2 separate regions of the Mus musculus genome follow, and region 2 is linked to region 1. Evidence: chromatin contacts called from public Hi-C data. All regions are on one chromosome and are shown on one strand. Each heading gives the region's core, a stretch centred on a gene start, on an enhancer-like site or on the middle of the called end of the contact. The rest is flanking DNA. Distances are from core to core; before and after follow the strand shown.

Region 1 (2,824 bases), core at 90-2,589:
GAGCTTCTGGGCTAATATCCACTTATCAGTGAGTGCATATCATATGAGTTCTTTTGTGATTGGGTTACCTTACTCAGGATAATATCCTCCAGATCCATCCACTTGCCTAAGAATTCCATAAATTCATTGTTTTTAATAGCTGAGTAGTACTCCATTGTGTAAATATACCACATTTTCTGTATCCATTCCTCTGTTGAGGGGCATCTGGGTTCTTTCTAGCTTCTGGCTATTATAAATAAGGTTGCTATGAACATAGTGGAGCATGTGTCCTTATTACATGTTGGAACATCTTCTGGATATATGCCCAGGAGTGGTATTGCTGGATCCTCCAGTAGTACTATGTCCAATTTTCTGAGGATCCACCAAACTGATTTCCAGAGTGGTTGTACCAGTTTGCAATCCCATATAATAATAAATAAATCTTACAAAAAAAAAAAAAAAAAAAAAAAGGATGGAGTCTCCTCTAAAACCTTCAGAATTAAGCTCTCTCCCAGTCTCTCCACCTTTGGTATGAAACATCCAACAAAACTGTAAGCCAAGGAATGTGTGCTGCTTCTGTCACTTGGATTTTCCTTTATTAAATTTTATTACATTAATAAATAGTGTGTGTGTGCATTGCAGGGGCGGGAATGTGTATGCAACATAGAGAGTATACATAGGTCAGAGGACAGCCTGCTGGTATCTATCCTTTCCATCCACCATGCAGGTCCCAAGGACCAAATTCAGTTTGTCAGACGTAGCAGGAAATGCTTTTAACCTCTGAACCATCCTGCTGGCCCCGTTTGTGATGTTTGTAAAATGACTGCAATAAAACATGGGATTGGTTTACTGTTCTTAATGAACCCTTTAAATACTCTAAATTTGATATGAGGAAAATACAAATTATGTTAAAGGAAAGCTCTTTTGGGATTTTGATGGTTTTTAGATATAGAAAGAGAGCTGAGACGAAAACTTGAAGGAAGACAGGATTAGTGGACCCCTTCTTGTTCATAAAGCAAGCCAGTGGATGCCAAAGACAGTCTCTTGCATCAAGTACCAGGGGAATTTGTCATTCTTATCTAATTGGAATCTCCAGAGTTCTGTCCCAGGAAATTATCGTTTTGGGGTTTTGTTTTGTTTTGCTAAAAAAAAAAAAAAAAAAAAAAAAAAAAAAAAAAAAGAACAAGCTTGCCAGCCAGTCCTTCTGTTAACTAAGGACTAGAGATGGAAATAGCCAAAACGGGCATTTCATCCATCTCTTTGGGAATTCAAGGATAGAGACATGCTTTGGTTACCCCAGCACTAAAAGAGATGATGTGTGAGGTCAGCTCTTACAGGAAGAGCTCACAAACCCCTTTGAGAGCAGAGGCCGGCAGCTCTTGGCCTGCCCCAGTGGGCTTCCCTCTTAACTTCCTTCAAATAGCTCCAAACTCCTCCAGACTCCTTCATGCAAGTGGCTTTGGCTCACTGATACCCCAAATTCACCTCCAGGCAACTTTGCAGTTTCTGCTTGATTGCCAACTGGCAGATTCTCTTGTCTTTCTTAATCGCACTTCCACAGATAGAAGATATGATTGGTCTAGCTTGTCTCCTAGAGCCAGGCCATGCTCAAATTTGTCAGACAGCCCATGCCTCTGCTGCTCTGAAATCAAATTCACCTATCTGCCTTAATAATCTGAGTACGGGGGCCTAGATAAACAAGGCACAGGACATGAGTGGCCATGCAGCAGACACTGTGGGCAGGGCACTGTTCCCTTGGAAGGGCCTGTGGCAGAAGAGCTGTTATGATTATTATCATCAGAGTGGTTTTTGTTTTGCTCTCATAGTACAGAAGAACCCATCTTGTATTGTGTTATGTTTTTTTATCAGTTCAGTTGTCTTTTGATGGAAATACTGATAGACGGGCTGACAGTTCAAGTGTTGGTAGGATATGAAGATTCTAGAAATACAGGCTATGTGATTCTCTCTGCTTCTTTCATTTATCCAGTATTCATTGCTAAGTAATGTTATCCTAGCTATTTTTTTCTCCTCCCTCATCTCCATGGCATCTCACTTGACCCTCTCTTTCCTCCCTTTCTACCCTCCCCCACCTGCTTTGCAATCTTAGTATTAAAAAAAAAAGGAAAATAAAGTATTCTCAAAGGAAAATAAAGCATGCTCCCAGTGTGGTCTACTTCACTGGCTTACGAGGTTTGCTTCGGATCTAGGACAGTTTTACGAACTGTTTTTGTCCTTTGATTGTTTTCCTTTAAAGGAGGGAAAGCATGCAAATATTAAATTATTTATTGTAAATGTAACAACCAATGCATACTTCAATTTTTGGGGCTTGTCACTTTAGAGCACGCAGCAAGTGTTGAGATGGAGCAGAGGCCCTGCCTTTGTGTATCCGTACCCACAGATTTCAGCATGTGTGACGGTTTAGTTTTGTGTTTGGGTAAATTATTTGTGTGTGTGTCATTGTATAATTTCTTCTGTGTTTGTGTGTGTATGTTTGTAGTTTTCTTGGTATGTGTGTGTGTGTTTCAATGGAACAAGATCACATTGTTTTCTTATGCTGCCCTGTATATTTTTCATTTGTTACTGAGAATTGAAAGAAGGCAGTTTCTATTTTGACTAAATTGTTAGACTGCTCCAAAAAAAAAAAAAAAAAAAAAAATGGGGGAGGGGGAAGGGGAAAAAAAAAGCAGAAACATCTCCAAGATTTTGTTGAATCCAATTAGTTCTGTGCAACTTGTAGTACATCTGATTCTTATTACAAGCTTTTGTGTTTTCTCCAGCAAATCAGTTGAAGCTAAGTAACTGTGGCATTTGACCTACATAGTGAAGGTGTAGATTTGAATTTGCA
Region 2 (2,824 bases), core at 124-2,623, 160 kb after region 1:
CCACCAAGCCTGATGACATGAGTTTGATCCCAGGAATCCCAGATAGTAGGAGACAACCAACTCTGGCAAGTTGTCCTCTGAACTCCACAAGTGTACTATAGCATGACTGGGCCCCTCCCCCACCCAAAGCACTTAATTAATTAAATGTTTTAAAAAATTGAATATACCGTGGACAGGGGCTCAGTAGCAAGCCTTTGCGTAAAGACCTTTTGTAAACACAAACAACTAACTCTAAACATACAGGATAAGGAAGAGCACTAGAATAGCTAACAACCATTTTGGAAAAAGATGAATATAGGGGTGGAAAGATGGCTCAGTTAGGAAAAATTTGCAGCACAAACGAGAGGACCTTAGTCCATCTGCAGAACTCATGTAAAAAGCAATAATAATAATAATAATAATGTGGATATAATTCTTAAGGAAAAATAATAGAGATTCTCTGGCTTCCACAGGCATTCACACACACACACACACACACACACACACACACACACACACACACACTTTTCAACCGAAAATAAACTTAGAAGAGTCATACTTCCAGAGGCAGACAAAATAGAGCCCAGAGCTCAGAGGCAAACTCACACAAGCAAGGCTGGCTGCTGTGGACAGAAGTGCAAAGATAAAGCTATGAAGTCAGAAAAGCACTTTCTATACATGGTGTTGGGACAGTTAGGCAGCTACACACAAAAACACATAGCCAGAGTCTGCCTGCAGCCTAACTGCACAGAGCAGTCAACTGCAGTGTGTCACAGGCCTGGAATCTGTGTCCTTCAGAGCCAGGACCAGAAAAAAAAACTGCTTAGACACATAAAACCGCAGGCCACAAGTCAAAAGTCAACAAGTTAGACTTTATCAGAATGCAAGTTGAATTCGTTTTCTAAATTTTAATGATTATTATTATCTATGCACAGTAATGGGTGGGGGAGTGCCACAAAACCTGTGTGCTGGTCAGAGGATATGGATAAAAGCCAGGTTAGCAAGCATCTTTACCCACTGGGCCATCTTTCCAGCCTTTGAATTCATTTTCTGTTCAAAGAATGTAAACTCAAGGTAGAGACTAAAAGCAAACATTTTTAGGGCACATATCTAATGAAGAACTTGTAGCAAGAACACAAGAATTCCCAGACCATAACAGTACAGAAAGTTTTTAAATGAACAAAAGATCTGGCCACAACAGGGCAAAGCTGTAACCCCAGCACTTGAAAGGCAGAGACTAGAGGGTCAGGAGTTCAAGGTCAGCCTTGGTCATATAGTGAATTTGACGCCAGCATAGGTACCATGAGACTGTGTCTCAACAAGAAAAACAAAAGCAAAACAAAAAACAAAAAAAAAAGGCAAAAACATTGAAGAGAGGCTTCACCAAAGAAAATGCAGGTGAGGGCAGAACAGTATGAGAAATGCTTTGTGTTGGGACTTCTTGGGACCATGAACGACGACAGCTATCCACTACCATGTGCATGTCAGACTGGTTACCATTAAAACTATTGAGAAGAGCAGGCATTGGTGCACTGTGAGCTTCTGGCTCTCTCCTGTGTTGGTAATAAAAGGAATGGCCAAACTAGCTTTTTTAAAAAAAAAAAGTCACACGTTTTTAACAGTTAACATGTGACTCGAGGCTTTTGCTCCTAAGAAGTTAATTCACATAGAACCTCCACATAGATGTGCATGGTGACTTTACTCACAATGACCCCAGACTGGAGATAACTCACATGTGCCTTATCTGGTCAAGGAAGAGACGGGCTGGGGCACAGCCCCATTGCACAGCATGCTAGCCAGTGATGAGAATAGTAGTGTGTTCAAAGAGATAATGACGCAGACAAATCTCAAGGCAGTGATACTGAGGAATGGAAGTCAGTCTCAGAAAGTTCTATGTGCTATGACTTAGTTCATCCCATACTCTTACAACAAAATGACTCTATCGGAGAACAGGAAAACCATTCCCCAGAGGTAAGGACAGAAGGAGGATGCAATGTAATTGAACTTTCCTCTGGCTGTTCTGATTGTGACAGTGGCCCCTGTAATTCTTATATATTAAGGTTTTAAAAATATGTGTATACACGTACATGTTCATAGCAACAATATTCACAGTAACCCAAAAGTAGACATAGCACAAATGTTCAACAACAGATGAATGGATGAACAATTTAGAATCTATAAATACCATCCAATGGAGTAGTAGCACTCAGCCATAAAAAATGATGGACTGATCCAGCCCCCACATGAGGGAAGGCCTGAAAGATCACCTGAGATGGTCAGGAGGGTCACATACTGTCAGTTCTATTTCTGTCAGATCATCAGGGTAGTTACATTCATAAGACCAAACACAGACAGAAGCAACTGGGAAACAACTGATTTAATGGTGCAAGGTTTTGTTTTAGAGCAACAAAAATATTTCAGACAGGTAGAACGTATGGTATACAGTACCATGAATGAACAAAATGCCTAGAAATTGTTTAGTGTTTTGTTTTGTATTTTTGAGACACGGTCTTGTGATCCAGTCCGATCTCAAATGCATAATCCCCCTGCCTCCACCTCTTCGGTGCTGAGCTTGCTGGCATATGCCACCACTCATGGTTTATGCAGAGCTGGAGACTGAACCCAGGGCGATGTTAATACCAGACAAGCCCCCTCTTACCCTATCTGAGCCCCCAGTTAGTCCCTTTCAGATGCCTGATGTTATACGAACTTCATCATAACACAATACAATCCAAAAGGTCAGATTCACTATGGTCATCTCAGATGGTCAATTTAAAGTCATGAGAAAACATTACTTAACAAGAAAAATTACTAAGTCTGTGACCCCGTGACCAGATTAGCATCT

The links. Hi-C and Micro-C count contacts between places; a contact is called where the count stands out from the background.
Region 2: a Hi-C map of the G1E-ER4 cell line shows a contact between it and region 1, with 2.6 times the contacts expected there. The contact joins two enhancer-like sites. A contact is called at or near these places in 3 of 484 Hi-C or Micro-C datasets (the 3T3-L1 cell line, the G1E-ER4 cell line and embryonic stem cells) and 2 of 115 datasets of contacts at active chromatin or transcription factors (embryonic midbrain and embryonic stem cells).

Annotation. Positions count from the first base shown.
Region 1 is chr1:78,001,807-78,004,630 of GRCm38.p6, forward strand. No RefSeq gene overlaps it. Among named protein-coding and RNA genes, the nearest start is that of Gm26263, 100 kb to the left of the region's middle. Within about 2 kb of position 1,340, at least 3 of the 459 cell types and tissues checked have an H3K27ac peak or open chromatin away from gene starts, as enhancers often do. A contact at or near this core is called in the G1E-ER4 cell line, where this site is marked.
Region 2 is chr1:78,160,193-78,163,016 of GRCm38.p6, forward strand. All of the region lies in intron 4 of Pax3 (paired box 3), which reads right to left. Among named protein-coding and RNA genes, the nearest start is that of Pax3, 36 kb to the right of the region's middle. Within about 2 kb of position 1,374, at least 5 of the 459 cell types and tissues checked have an H3K27ac peak or open chromatin away from gene starts, as enhancers often do. A contact at or near this core is called in the G1E-ER4 cell line, where this site is marked.